2 separate regions of the Mus musculus genome follow, and region 2 is linked to region 1. Evidence: chromatin contacts called from public Hi-C data. All regions are on one chromosome and are shown on one strand. The core of a region is the stretch at or near the end of the contact, and the rest is flanking DNA. Distances in the headings are between cores, read along the strand shown.

Region 1 (7,572 bases), core at 4,223-6,722:
AGGCCCAGAACTGAGAAGTGTTGCTGTTGTTTATGAAGGCTGTGTCCACAGAAACTTCACCAGGAACCTTAATGAATGTCTGCGCATGAAAGCATCAGAAAGGGACAAAGAGAGAAGGGTCCAGGAGGTGGCAGCAGCAGACCCCACGTGAGACTGCCCCTGCCCCTCCCCAGGGCTTTGTTCTGGGTTTTTAACCTTTAGGAAAAGCACCCCTGAAAATCTTACACTTAGAACTTGGGCTGTGTTTTATTTCTCTCACTGAGTTCGTGTGCTGTATCACATTACACGTTCTATCAAATTTCACAGTGCTAACGAAAAATGGTTTTGGACATCTGGGCGTTATGCAGTAAAGTGTATGGGTCACAGGCGAGTTATACCCTGGGGCAGGGGAGGAGTCATCTTCCTCCTCCCTCCCCCCTGTTCTTCTAGGATAGTGGCACTGAGGCTGCTAGGCTTAACAAAGCTTCATAGAGGATAAATCTACACTCCAACCTGAGGACCTTGGGTCCCTATCTTCACACTGCATCTGGGAAGGCTTACACAGGCCACGGTACTTTAATAAAGGGAATGTCTTACTATCTCCAACTATGGGACCTTTAAATATAGATGTGCATGCCTGCATGTGTGCATGAGTGCGTGTGTGAGAGATGTCATATAGGTTTTCATTTAGATTTCACTAGTTACTGGACGGCATAATTAATAATTGTTTCTTAGGGTTTTTCATGCCACATCTAGTTAGAAAGGAAGGTGTTTTCCACATTGACTTTCAGGGGTAAAAAACTTGCCTCCCTGATTCCCTATTCTCAGTCAAATTCCCACAGACGACCTCTGCAAGGCTCACTTCCCTGGTTCCCCCCTCGTTAGAGTCCCGTTTCTCACCCACGGTGGCTGTCAGGACCCTAGGCTGCTACCTCTGAATAGACCCAGCTGGGTGAATTAATGTCTGTCCAGTAACTCGAACCAGCAGTGACTTCATCTCAAAACTTTCCAAGTAGCACAGGTCAGAGCGTGAGTGTGGCCGAAAGTAATGGTGTTCCCAGAAAAGTGAGAAGGTGGTGGCCGAGCGTCAGCCAAAAACTATGACTGGGCTGAGAGCCGAGGAGCACAGTTGATAAAGTAAAATTCCAGCAGATCCCACGGAAAGGCAAAGCTTCCTGCTACAATGCTGTGTTTGTCCTTCGAAGGCTAAGTGCACTAACAAACCCACAGCACCGAGCCAAGGTGCCACTATACTGGGAGGCTTACTGAAGCCTAGACAGGGAAACAAAGTATGGGGGCAAACATGTATAGAAAGATACTTTCTAAAATGAGCTAAACGATTAGCATTTTAAATACTGGCATGGTACTTAGTAGATACAATCTGTATTAAAGTTAGCAGAGTAACTGATAATCTCATCTACTACTAACAGAAAATAGGGAGGGTCGCCCAAAGATTAACTCATGTCTGGTGACATGGCTTTAAGGCAATGACCCATACACTGAAAAGGGAATTTCAAAGTGAGTGTGAAAGCAGCTTCCCTATGGCTACTGGTGATGGTCAGGGATGGCTGTGAGGGTCAGCCAGAGCGTGGGAAGTTATGCACCCACCACCTCTGGAAGGGCTGCGCTAGGCGCTCAGGGGCTTCAACTGTTGGCTTGCTTTGGTTTTCTGTTTCCTGATGAAAGTTGACATTTCTCATGCACATTTCCTATTCCGGGTTCATGAAAGGAATCAACTTCCAACACCCAAGGAGTCAGGAAATCTAAGAAGGTGCAATGAGAGCGTTGGCTTCCCTCTCCTCCCTTTTCTGAGGGCAGGAACCCATGGAGGCTATGCTAAGCCCAGGGCCCAGAAGGTATTTTATAAGGATACCCGCTCACTGTGGCCTGCAGCTGTCTCTGGGGCACACCCTATGGCTCCAGGGGAATCAAAGCTGCTCAGACCCCTCGCTTCCTCCTGCCTGGCTTCTTGTTCCAGCAAAGAGACTGGAATTCTTTCATTCTTTTCTCCCATGCTCCCTGTCATTGACCACTAGATAAAACATGGGGTAAACTCTCCCCATGAGACAGGAAGAAACAGACGAGCTAGAGAGAGCCCACTAGAGTTTCTACTGGAAAATTTTTTGAAATGCCTCACCTGTTCGTGGGTTGGTTCTTAAAGGATAAGGCAAAAAAAAGTCCAGTGTTGCTGGTCATATTTTAAAATTGAAAACATAACCTTTTTACATATATTAAAAATAGATAAAAAGGTAGTTTTTCAAGAAAGTTATGAATTGACTGTGTAAGAAAACTAAGATTCCTTGGCTCCTAAGGCACGGCAGAGCTGAGACTTGCATTGGGTACAGGACTTGGAGGGACACATATTCTAGGGCTGTAATGTATGTCAATAAACAACGGAGTACCCAAGCATGGCCAAGTTGACGCCTTACCCTCCAGTATGGCTGCTCTTAGGAAGGGTTCCTGGGTAGCAGTAGACAATGGCATTGTTACAGGATACTTCCCCAGGGACATTCATTCTAGACCAAACATACATTCTGGACACTTCTAGATAGATTGGCCCTCGTCTCAGCCCACAGTCACAGAACCAGGCTAATTAGCACAGTGCTGCTCCTAATGCAAGTCCACTTTAGCACAAATAATTCAATCAGTCTTCCAGTGCTGGAGGAAAAGGGCACTACTGCTGCTCTGCCTGTCCAGCAGGAGATGGGGACGGGGCAAAGGCCCTCAAGACAGCAACAGGCATATACTGCATACTTCCCTTTTCCAGTGCCTCAAGGGACTTGAGGAACAAGACAGGGCATCCTCAGGGAAGGCTTGCCCCAAAATCCTAAGGTTGGGAACTATCAGGATATACAGAAACCATAGACAGGCAATGTCTGTTGGTAGATGCATAGCCCTAGCAAAACTGACCAGACCCAGCTCCAGTGATAGCTGAGAACAACAAAAACTTAGCGTGTCCACCTGGCGTAGTTTCAGGCCTGAGATGTAGCTCAGTTGGCAGAGTGCTGGCTCACACAAAGCCTGCGTGAACCAGGTTTGGTGCCTTACAGCTGCAGCACGTCACAAGATCAGACACTCAAGATCACCTGTGGGGTACAGAGTGAATGAAAGACCAGCCTGGGCTACATGAGACCCTGTCTCAAAATTAAGTAAAATATTTTAAAAAGCATAATAAACAAATTGTCTGGTACATTTTCAATATATGCAACTGTACTCGATCACTAATAAAAAAAAAAAAAAAACAGCCTCCCCCACAGCCCCTGCTGTGGGTCAGAAAGAGAAGTATGGGACATGAATGTGTTCGCCTGGGGAGCACCTCCTTAACCCAGGGAGCACGTCCTTAACCACTCTTGGTAGTGTTCTCCATACTATCTCTTAAGCTCTACTTCCCTGTCCAGCCTTGATCAGGACTGCCTAACTGACCATTCTATGAGGCAAATATCTTGTGTGGACCCTGCAGTCCCAACACCAATAGCTGCACTGGCTCTCCTCTTCTGTCCAAGATGTGGGCCCAGAAGAAGTTAGCCTAGCTTTTTTTTTTTTTTTTTTTATTGCCTGCTATACCTGCTCCTGGCTTAGGTGATTGGCTGCCAGGTCTAGCTAGGGCTGCAGTGTCTGGCAGCTTAGCAGAAGGCCTGGAGTGGGTGGGACAAGAAGCAGCTCCCCTGGGAGTCAAGAGGAAGAAACTAGAAACAACCATTGAACATCTATTTAAAGCCTGGAAGCATTTGTGGAAGCCATTTCTATTATTGTTGAAAAGATGCAAATTTGGTTTAAAAAAAAATCAGCTGTATGGCTCCAGGCTGTTTCTCAGGTGCCCTGATTCCTAATAGGAACTGAGGCATTAGTGTAAGTCACCAGCAAGGCCAAGTTCACGTTGCTCAGAGGTAGCCCCAAACCAAACTCCTCCAAATACTGCAGAAGAAGATTTGTTATCTCAGGAAGGCAGTTCTTCCAATGAAACCAGGAAAGAAAAGAGCATCCTTAAAGCTGGTTCCAGGGTAGCAAAAGCCAAGCCCACCACCACAGGGCGTGAAGAAGACTGTTGCCTGCTGCAGCCTCTGAGAGGAGGCATCTCCTTTGTTATAGAATGAAAAACAATTTAGGCTAAAATATATATTTTACAGGGCCATTTAACTTTCATATCAAATGTTCCTTCAGACACTCATGAACACTCTGATCCACGGAGGAAGGGCATAAGCTTAGCCATTGGTTTTCATATAGGACCCACTGCCTATGGGAAACCCCATTGCTCCAGCAGATGCTGTAAACTTTCCAAATCCACTATAAACAAAAGCATCATCCAAGTCTATGGATGGCCTCAGCTTCAACAACCTCCTAGCCCCCCAATTCTAGTTGGCATAAATTCTGGGACAAACTAACCAAATGTTTTAGCATGCCGATAAATTTCATGCAGGTAGTTATTTGTTGTGCCTGCATCACATGTAGTTTTTTTTTTTAATAATACAGTTGCTGGGAACCCAAAATACCACCATCTATAAACTCAATAGTTTATCATCTTGTGACTATAAATCTTATATTAAAACCTTAGCCCCATAGGAGTGGGGCATAAAGTGGTAGTTTGGTCAAGAGCTTTGAGCATTGTAATACAGAATGTCTATAAAATATTTTACTGTGTTTTCATGTACAGTGAATCTGAAATAAGTTTAATGAGGAAACAAAAATGTAGGGAGATTAGAAATTGTCATTCATTACAAATTGTCATTCGATTCCTTTCTTGACAGTACTCTGCTCACACTGGCTCCCTTATACCTCTTTCCTTTTTATGCAGCAGAAGATGGACAAGCCCCAAATTAAGAATATAGTTTCAGGTCACTCAGTTTGGCTTGTAGCTTGGCAAAAACTGAACTGAAATAGGTCATGTGTGTGTGTATGCGTGTGTGTGTGTACGTGTGCGTGTGCGTGTGTTGGGGGAATGTCTGAGTGCTTGCTTGTATGTCTTTGCTACAACAGACACACAGGCATGAGAAACCCGTAAAAGCCATTTGGACACTGCTCTGTTGATAACGTGTGCATTTAGCTTTCTTTCATTTTTCCCTCAGAGGTCGGAAAGGATGCTGTTATTTTCAAAATACTGTAAAAAACATCACTACAAATTGCTTTGCTTGTCTACCTATGTATGTTACGCTGAACAAAATAAGAGAAGGGACCCTTCATCATGAAACACTTTTTTTGTTTTTCATTTTCTGTAACAACATGAAAATCTCTGTGTGACAAGAAGTCTGGTAGTTCACTCTTTCATTTATAATTTAACCACAGCCTATATAGCATAATCCAAAAAATATGGGCCATGATTAGTGTAAAAATCAAACACAGAATACTCTAAGAACAAAACAAACCAAAAAAAAGAGGCGAGAAAGAAAACCTTGCAGGCTTAGGAATATATGTGGTATGTCTTTAATACTCCATTTTAAACTACCTAATTGTGTTTTTAAGCTTCGGTTCCTGTAATTTTGCAAGATGAGGCATTCCAGTGAGAAAACATATGGCGTGGGAGTTTTAAACCACACAGCAAGACTGCATCATAGACTTAGCTGCTATTTCGGTGTCACAAAAATCCACTGCTGAATTTATCCAGTCACCCATTAAAGAAAGAAAAGAATTAAAGGAAAAGGGGCTTTGGAAATCCCCAAGAAGGAGTGAAATATGTTATGGAGTTCAAAAGAGAAAGGCAGTGGGGCTGCAGACCTGCTTACAAGCCCAACAAATGGCAATTAGCAGCTGGCGGCTGGGAGGGCATTTGCAAGGACTCAGGAAGCCACAGAGATCCCAGCTGGCCGGGCCACCTCCACCCTGCCCACCTTCACCACTCAGCTAGGCAAGATGGCCCTGCTGTGACCCCCACAACAGTCACCTTTCACTTTGTTCCTGGATGGGTAGGCCGGCAAGAAGATACTATGTAGCTAGGCTGGTGAACAGGTGCAGAGGCCAGAGAAGGCTGGCTTTTATCTTCAAAGTGTTTTTGTAATTGCCACTTTAAGAAAAAAAAAAGTAGCTTTCACTAAGGGCAACTGACTTACATGGATCTTTTTAATGGGGGGGAGGGGTAACACGGAGGTGCTGGCATTGACAATGTAAATGTCATGAAAAACTTACAGGCACAAACTTTAGCTCTTACAAGAAATAGCTATTAAGAGATTCTAAGCCCTTCTAAATAGTGTTCTCATTGTAAGCAACTACTCAGCTCTATAGACGTACTGAGTGCAGATGGGTGTGCATATGTGTGCATGTGTGTATGTGCATGTGTGAGAGCCCTCAGGCTCCCGGGCACACAGGGGAATCAGAGTGGGGGCAGGGGCACGGAGACACGAAGCCATGTATATCATTATTCAAATTACAATCAGGTTTGCCCTTAAATTACACTGCTGTCTCTTATCAGAAATTGTTTCCTATACTATAATATACTGCAATAAGTGGACATTAATTAATGCTAAATTACAATGGAATTACATATTATATCCACATGAATACAGAATGACTCTATTACGAATAATATTATTACAGTAAATATTAAAGGACTTGCATGGGGTTTGTCACTAATTACAAAGTGTTGACAACCACATATGACCTTAAGTTAATATGAACTTTTAACTCTAACAGCCTCGGAGAAGCCTGGATGGATGCGGCAGGAGACAGGAGTGAAGCTGAGCCTCTGAGCTGTGGGTCACAGCTCTCTTGGAAGCCTGATTTATTCCTGGGGCAGAGGTGGCTCCTGGCTGGGATCCCTTTCCAACCCCCTTCCCAGCAGAGCCCTGAATGGCTCCTCAGCTCAGCTAAGAGGTTTTTTAAAAATTCAGGTACAGCCTAGAAAGCCAGAAACTCTTATTTTGGTGGATGGTCATTTTGTCTTCAGAGAGGAAAAAAAAAATACCGAAAGGGGGGAAAAAGAAAAAAGAAAAGAAAAGAAAAGAAAAGAAAAGAAAAGAAAAGAAAAGAAAAGAAAAGAAAAGAAAAGAGACCCTAAGCCTTTCCCCTTTCCTGCTAAAAGGGTCTGAAAACACCCTGGTGTCTTTTTTTTTTTTCCCCTGCAAGGCAAAAGGGAGTGGGAACCCTATAAGGTGTTAATCTTGATAATTAGGGCACAAAAGCAATTAGAGGTCTAAGAACCTTAAGACCCAGAATGCGTCCTTTTTGTTTATTTGCTTACCTTATTAAGTTAAATATCTGTCTGAATTAATCGCTAATGAACTCGAAGAGGGCTCAATCGCAGCAGCTTAATGAACAGCGTGTCGCTTACGTTTTACAGGGTCCCAAATCATGGAAGACTGCAAGCCAACTTGCAGTTCAAAATTACTTTTCTGCCCAATTTTCTGTTTGCAAAGCAGTAAATTATTTACATTTATTGTGCTTATTTAAGCACTTAAATGACTGTGGGTGGATACAGGCACATTTAAAAAATATAGAACCATTACGCAACCCCACTGCTAAGAATTCCTGTTATTTTCCCCCAAAGACTGTGGCTTCTACTTTTCTAATCTCTCTTTTGCAACAATTCATGAAAAAGCCCATTATTACATTGAACATGCTTTAATAAGTTATTTATTATTTAACATACTTTAAGAGGCAGGGACA
Region 2 (6,998 bases), core at 3,517-6,016, 820 kb after region 1:
CCTTGATGTTAAATAGGGATCAATACCACTGGGCTGCAGATGAGATCTGATCTCAATTGCTGAGCAGACCTGCAGAAGTTTTTAATCATAAGGTAAATCAAGACTGGAACATAAGTCAGATGAATTAATATTGGTGGTGGAGGACCTCGCTTGCCACTGATCCAGCACAAGGAAATTTCTGTCATATTTCATTATCACTCTTAGGGCAAGCTGAAGGCAGCGTTTGGGGAGCATTTCTTAGTGGAGGCTGGAGCGCCCCTCACACCACACGGTGAATCCTCACTGCAACTGCAGCCAGCTGGTCCACCGAGTATAGTTATACGTATGCCCCATGAATCTCATTTTATGCGATTAAGATCCATAAAAATTCAATAGCTTTTCTTCTGCAATTCACATTTTACCTGGTGAAATATCATAAGAATTTCATTATCTTTGCAGCTGTTGCCTGGGATCAAGCAAAGGTTATTATCCTCTTCGAAAACACTATAGAATATGTACGAAAATGTCAGGAGAACTGGGCATTTAAAGCTTGATTTTTTAAAAGAAAAACACTGTCTGAAGTTTAGAATAAACTGCACTTGACATTTATGTACCATGATGCATTTCTTGGTAAACTGATTTTGCAAGGAAATTCTTTGAATTCGGCTCTGTGACCAGATTGTAAAAGGAAAAGGGAAGATAGGAGGAGAGGGTTGGAGAGAAGCAGGGAGGGGAACAAGGAGGGAGAGGAAAAAGAGGAAGGAGGGTAGGAGGAGAGAGAGGAGAGGGGAAGCCAGGGTTGAGGAAAGGCAGCACAGGGGTCCCAGAGCCCAGTCCTGCACCTCACATCAGTTTGTACAGGATTTCCTAACCTTTCAGATAACCATCCTTGGGAAGATAACTCTAAGAACCCTGACCAATTGGAATGGTGTGATCCTAGGCTCGCTCAGGCCCCTTTAAAGCGTTTGAAGAAAAATGGTCAGTGCGGAGAAAGTGATTGATCAGAACGCTCTGTAAATCACGCGGATTCCGTACTGTCCTCCGGCCTCACTGCTAGGGTTCCACCTATGATGATAAATTAGCATTAGATGGGACCTAATGAGTTTACTAAACATTTGGGATTTGTGCTAATAAACTGGCTGGCTGTGAACTAGCAAAGGCAATGAGCAATCCCGCGGCTCTCTCTTATCTCTGTAACATGACAGTTGAACCACGCTTCCAATCTGCGATCAATTCATCATCCGACACCATTGTACATTCCTCACAAAAAGATAATTACTGCTTCCCTGGATCAGAACAGCCATATTTCCTTGGAATTGCAGGTCCTGGTAGCAGGCTCTGTCACTGCTGCCTTGAGCCCCACTGTACAGCTCTATTTATGATCATTATTTTCGCCTAAACAAGCCTTTTTCCTCAACTTGATAACGAAACCTGCTACGACGAGGCGGGGCGGTGACGACATTGTTTCCTCTGCGGAGTGCTTTTACATTTAGTGGAGGCCGCTGGCAAATATTTTATTCAGGGCATTAGTAAAAGTCTCCGCTCGTTAGAGAGTATCACTACCATTTCCTTCAACAACGACGACGACAACAACAACAACAACAGAAAAAGAGTCCTGTTTCCAGCCCTGATTTGTTAAAAAACAGAGAGTAAGAGTAAAGCCAGCCACGTCACAAGGAATAAATCAAAACGTGATTAAAAAGACTGTGGCCGGTTTAAAAATCACAGACCCCTTGCCTTCTCTGCTCCTCCTTCTGGGCTCTCCCTCCTCGCCTTACAGGGATCTGCCCTGCCGACTGGTCACCTCTCTGTGACCCCCACACACGCAATAAATTACCATAACACATAACTCTGAAACAATGTAAATTAGTTACTGTGCACAGCCTAATAAATGGGGACAAATGAGTTTGGTGCTGGAAAGGGGTCTGGATGTTCTAATTGCTGGGAATAGTTATCCAAGGGTCTTAGCAAACATGGGCCATGACCACTACTCATGACCGACACTCTGAGCCCAGCAAGCACACTTCCCACTGCATTTGTTTGTTTGTTTGTTTGTTTGTCTGTTTGTTATTAGGCCTACATACAGTCCTGGGAACATTAAAGAAGTATTTTCAGAGTATAAGGCATATGTGTGTGTCAGGATCTGCGGCCCGAGACAAGCTTGTTTTCACATGAAGCTTTCCTAGGCATCGTGACCAGCAAGTCAGGTTCCCAGAAAGGGAAGACCAGTGTCCGGGACAAGCCCGATGGCCAAGCAGAGTGGGAGAGACCTTGAATAGGGAATGGGTGAGGGGGGCAGGATCTGCATCTGAGGCGCACAAAGGCCCAGCTCTGGATGGGACCCGGGCTGTGTAGTAACTTGCATGACTCATTATTTGTTCAAAGTAATGATCTTTGGGGAAAGGACCGTTATATTTAGAGCCCGCTTGTCACGTTTAATAAATGGCAGGGACTACCGCTCTCCGTGAAGCACTCTCCCAGGTCCTGCTTCTCTCCCTGGGGCCTCCCCTGGCCGGGGACCCACAGCAGCCGATGTCTGGGTAACTGATGGCTGCTGCCCAGTGGCCAGCTCAGACTGGTGACCTCTCATGGTGGGGACACACCGTTCATCCAACCCAATCCCCAACTTGTTTCCTGACCCAATCTTCCGGGTGTCAGGGGGCTTATCGCTTCATTGAGAATGTGGAAGTGGATGGGGAACCGGCTCTGGCCACATGCCCGACAACCAAATATCAAGAAGAGAGGCCACCCGGCCACCCCGTCCCAGCACACTGATCTGATTTACAAACCTTCCCTAATGTGAAACAAATGCTGTTGGTGCGAATTCATACTTAACCGTAAAAGCCCGAGCACTGCTCTGTCTCGGATTAAATACCACATATAACTCTCAGCAGGCTTTATGTTCTGTTTTACTGTCAGCAATGGCTAAAGCTGGCCTAACATTTTGTTTGGCAATTAGGAAAATTTGTAGTTTAATTTATTAAACCAAAAAAGCCAACAAGAACACCAAACATTGAATTCATCCTGCTTTTATGCCATGGGGCAGCGTGGTTGCCTTTCCAACAATTTAATCATTCGCCTTTTATGGGCCTCCGTGATTTAAATATTCCAAACAGTATTATTTAGGAAATAAAACCCTAATAAGTGAAATTGAGCTGTGCCACTTCAATAAATGTTTAATATAAAGTTAAAATGCTTTAATTTTTTGTAAAGGAGCCAAGAACTTGAAAGGGGCGGGGGTTAGGGGGGGGAGCAAGTGGGACACGCAGCTTGCACAAGCTACAGAGCCCTACAAACAACTCTCCAACCTGATGGGCAGCACACGGGCTCAGGAATGAAAGAGCTGCACAGGGAAGCATCAGGACTGGAAAGAAAGGAACAAACTTTTAGAAGTGACAAAAAAGAATCACAAGGTGTTAGCAGTAATGTGAGGAGAGGAGGAAAACTCCAGGGCAGGCCACTCCTGGAAACAGCTGGCCTGCAAAGCCTGCATATTTAGTATGACCCTAACTGTGTGTCCCTGAAGGGCAGGGATCCAGGGACAAATGGACAAGTGCCATGGGTTTGGGAAGGGAGAGGGACAGAGAGTAGGATACTGGGGACAGAGGCCAGGGCAAGATACAGGATGAGAGATATATGCCACCAGACATTTGTCAAACTCCATGGAAGGTACAACACCCAGGGAACTCTCCAGTCATTTGTGGACTTTAGTTAATTCATATCAACGTTAGCTGGATATTAACCAGCTTTCCCCCCATCCCCATACCTAGTGTAAAATCTCCACACAGGGAGCACAGGTCCAAATGGTAAGGGAAATTATGCTTTCAGTTTGGTTTTCTGTTAGCCTAAAACTGCTCTGGAAACAGTCTGGATGCACAGACAGGCAGCACACATTACATAGCTCCAAACTCTCTGCCTATGGTCTCTGCTGCCCTGGGCACACCTGGGATGCCCACCCTCCCCTCCTGCCTGTAGGGTGGCATTCTACAGAAAGGGGCACAGGTCTCTCAGTGGTAAGGACTTGACACAAACACCTGTCTGCCTTACCTGTCAGGATGACTCTTAGATCCCTAGCCTCTCTACCTCTGGCAATGAGCGTTTTGGCAACCTTGAAGGATGCTCAAGGAGAAAGCTTGTCCTCAAGCCAGGGAAGGGACCGTTTCTGACTGCAGAACCAGAAATATCAAGCTGATTTGGTTGGAAGTGGCACCCTTTCCACTGGGCTACAGTTGTCCTGTTCCTAATGACAGGCCCTAGCCCTTGTCAAAGTTGGATGACCTACTAGTTCCTGACACCTGTACTCCCAAGGAAGGTGAGACACCCATCTAGGGCTATAATCAAATCTCAGGCTGGTGCTGCACATGTGTCACCCTCAGGGGGGACTGACCAGGCTCAGGCTCGACCTGATTTTACAGTCTAGAACATCTCCTCTGTACACATGTATGCAACTTGGACTCTTGGTGAAAAGCCCCAGAAAAGAAGGCATCCTGCCCTCACAGAAGCCTGTATGCATAGGGCCAGCCTTCCAAGTGAAGGATAGCTTCCTACTTTGCAAATTTGTCATCAGGAGGGCAAATGTTTTGAGATTCTTGAACACTGCCAAAGTTGTGTCTGGTTGTGTCGCTTTAACATGGCACCCTGCCCTTTGGGGCTTTCTGCTGAGAGAAAGAGCTAGGAATTACAAGCAGGGGGTGGGGGTGAGGGATAGAGGTGGGACAGGGCGAGAGCTGCCTGTCGGGCAAAGGAGGCCTCCTCCCAGATGTGCAGCAGCTCCTCGGTCCTCCAGCAGAGACATGCTGGAGCCGACTTCTTCCGCTAGTGAGGCCTGGGCTCTGTATCCTACAACAACACCACCCGAGCCCCTTCCTTTCTGCACATGGTAAACTCATTTCCTAGTGAATTACCGGGAAGGCACTCGGTATGGCCCTGCTGCATTCAGAGGATGCTCACCATCCGCAGACCCTTCCTAGATCTGGAGCGTTTTCTAACTGAGTAACCTTCAGTGAAGGAGTTCCAGACGGACAGGGGTTGGTTTTCTTTCTTTTTAACGGAGTAGGAGCAAGAAGCGATACAATAGCAAACTGAAGTCAGAGTTCCCCTATGCCCATGCCCATAAGCATAGTGCTCTTCATCCAGCTCCTTGGCAAATTTACAGCATTTACCATTTTGACAGATGCGGCGGGCTGTTCTCGGAATAAAGTGTTTTAGAGAGCGTTGTCGAGCTTCAAGGATGCAACGAACATTAGTTACCGCCCCCCCCCCCAAGTTCGAGAAGCTTATAAAATACAAGAAAACCCTTAACCCATAAAATCCCTCCACTTATTTTTCTAAATAATAGCCATATTTTTATTTTAAAGCATTCATAATGCCAGCATAATGTCTCATTATATAGAGTTTTAACCACAAACATTTTGGAGAGATTTGCTACTAAGATAAACAAACAAGAAGAACGTGTGTTCTGGCAAGCAGTCAGGAGCGGACGGGTGAATGGTTTTCATTTTCTCAGAGTGCAAGCTAAGGCAGCTCTGCCAAGTACAGGTTAAGCTCCTCGAGTTCTCACTTCCTGTACCCCCACTTGTCAATCACTTCCTGTCTGCCACGACAATCTCCATCATTAGAGCCTGGAATTTTTATCTCCTCCAACATGCCTCTCGTTGCTACTGTGAGTTTGAATTCTGATAAATTATTCACCATCTTTGAAAAGTAACCGAAAATTATAGCATCAACTTCAGCCACCTATATCTGGGGAAGATCGCCCTCCTCCTCCTCCCTGTGTGCATCCCCCATGCTTCCATGAGGCCAGCTTCTCCTGCGTTCTCCAGCGTCATGAGAAGGCCTCTGGCCAGCCCCAATTATCTTCTGGTGCACAGAGCGTAATTATTTGCTTCCTGTAAGCATGCGTAACAGAACTCGGAGTTTGGACGGCTTTCCATACGGTAATCCAATTCGTCCATGCCGTCCTAACACGATTACAGGCACTGGCTATATCTTTGCTCTTCACCTGATAAGGCTGCTGCAGAGGCGCGGGATGGTCTGCGTCAACATCCCTCCTGGAGTATAGCTTCTGACAGCCCTGCTTCCAGCCCCTCCCTCCAGCCCTGCATTTTCATAGCAACCAGCTGCCTGCCGCTGCCTGCCCCTAGCAGGCAGCACCAAACAGCTTCAGCCCTAGCAAGAGCTGATGAGAATCTGAGCTGGTTAAGAGTGCTGCGGAAGTCATTGTGGGCCTGTGGCTTGTTTTCCAACCCAATTCTACACCCGTCTGGCCTGGTCACCCTGTGGGCCTTACCCAGCCAGCCCAGGCAGCCATAAATCTCTGTAGGCATCCTTTAGCCTAGAGCAGAGATATAAACCCTAGGCCTGATGCTGGCCCTGGTGCCCTATTCACTGTGACACACAGCACTGGCTTATACAAAGATGCAGCATGCCTGATGCACAGTTGTGGCAGGGTGGTGGGCTCAGAAGCACGCACACAAAGTAGGCACTGTTCCTAGTGCTGCCCCCTCTAAATGAGAGCGTGTCACTGTGACTCTAGTAAGCTGCTCTTCCTTTTCTGTTTATTTTCAGAAGTTTATGAAAAAAAAAATTAAAGGATGAATGAGCATGGTGAACTTTTTGCCTCTCTTCGTTGGCATACCAGGGAATAAAACAGCCATTCACACCTGAGCCTGGCCGAGCCAAATGGGGCTGGTGCCAACCTGAATCAGAGTCTTTGTAGCCATTCCATTCATCCAAAGTGCATTTTAATATTGCCAAATTTCTAGCCAATATTTTCCCTTCTCTGAAGTCCCCATGTATTAAAACAGACCCAGAACCAAAGAGTGTCTCAGCTTCGGGGCCAAGGCCAAGAAGAGGGCTCCAGGGTCTCGAGGCCTATTTGATGATAATTATATTCACTTTCAAGAAAACTGAGAAGGAGAAATTAACAGCAAACTATGCTGTTCTTGCTGTATTATGCATACAGAATGACAATCCGTCATTTCAGAAGTTAACAAACGGTCTCCATTCTGCAGGTTATC

The links. A called contact is a pair of places that touch in the nucleus more often than the background predicts.
Region 2: a contact with region 1 is called in a Hi-C map of proximal limb bud, with 7 times the contacts expected there. The contact joins two enhancer-like sites. A contact is called at or near these places in 5 of 484 Hi-C or Micro-C datasets (cranial neural crest, nephron progenitors, proximal limb bud and 1 more), 11 of 115 datasets of contacts at active chromatin or transcription factors (craniofacial prominence, embryonic basal ganglia, embryonic fibroblasts and 8 more) and 1 of 9 other capture datasets (embryonic trunk).

The regions. Positions count from the first base shown.
Region 1 is chr7:136,479,804-136,487,375 of GRCm38.p6, forward strand. No RefSeq gene overlaps it. Among named protein-coding and RNA genes, the nearest start is that of Gm29931, 13 kb to the right of the region's middle. Within about 2 kb of position 5,473, at least 6 of the 459 cell types and tissues checked have an H3K27ac peak or open chromatin away from gene starts, as enhancers often do. A contact at or near this core is called in proximal limb bud, where this site is marked.
Region 2 is chr7:137,295,550-137,302,547 of GRCm38.p6, forward strand. All of the region lies in intron 6 of Ebf3 (early B cell factor 3), which reads right to left. Among named protein-coding and RNA genes, the nearest start is that of Ebf3, 15 kb to the right of the region's middle. Within about 2 kb of position 4,767, at least 37 of the 459 cell types and tissues checked have an H3K27ac peak or open chromatin away from gene starts, as enhancers often do. A contact at or near this core is called in proximal limb bud, where this site is marked.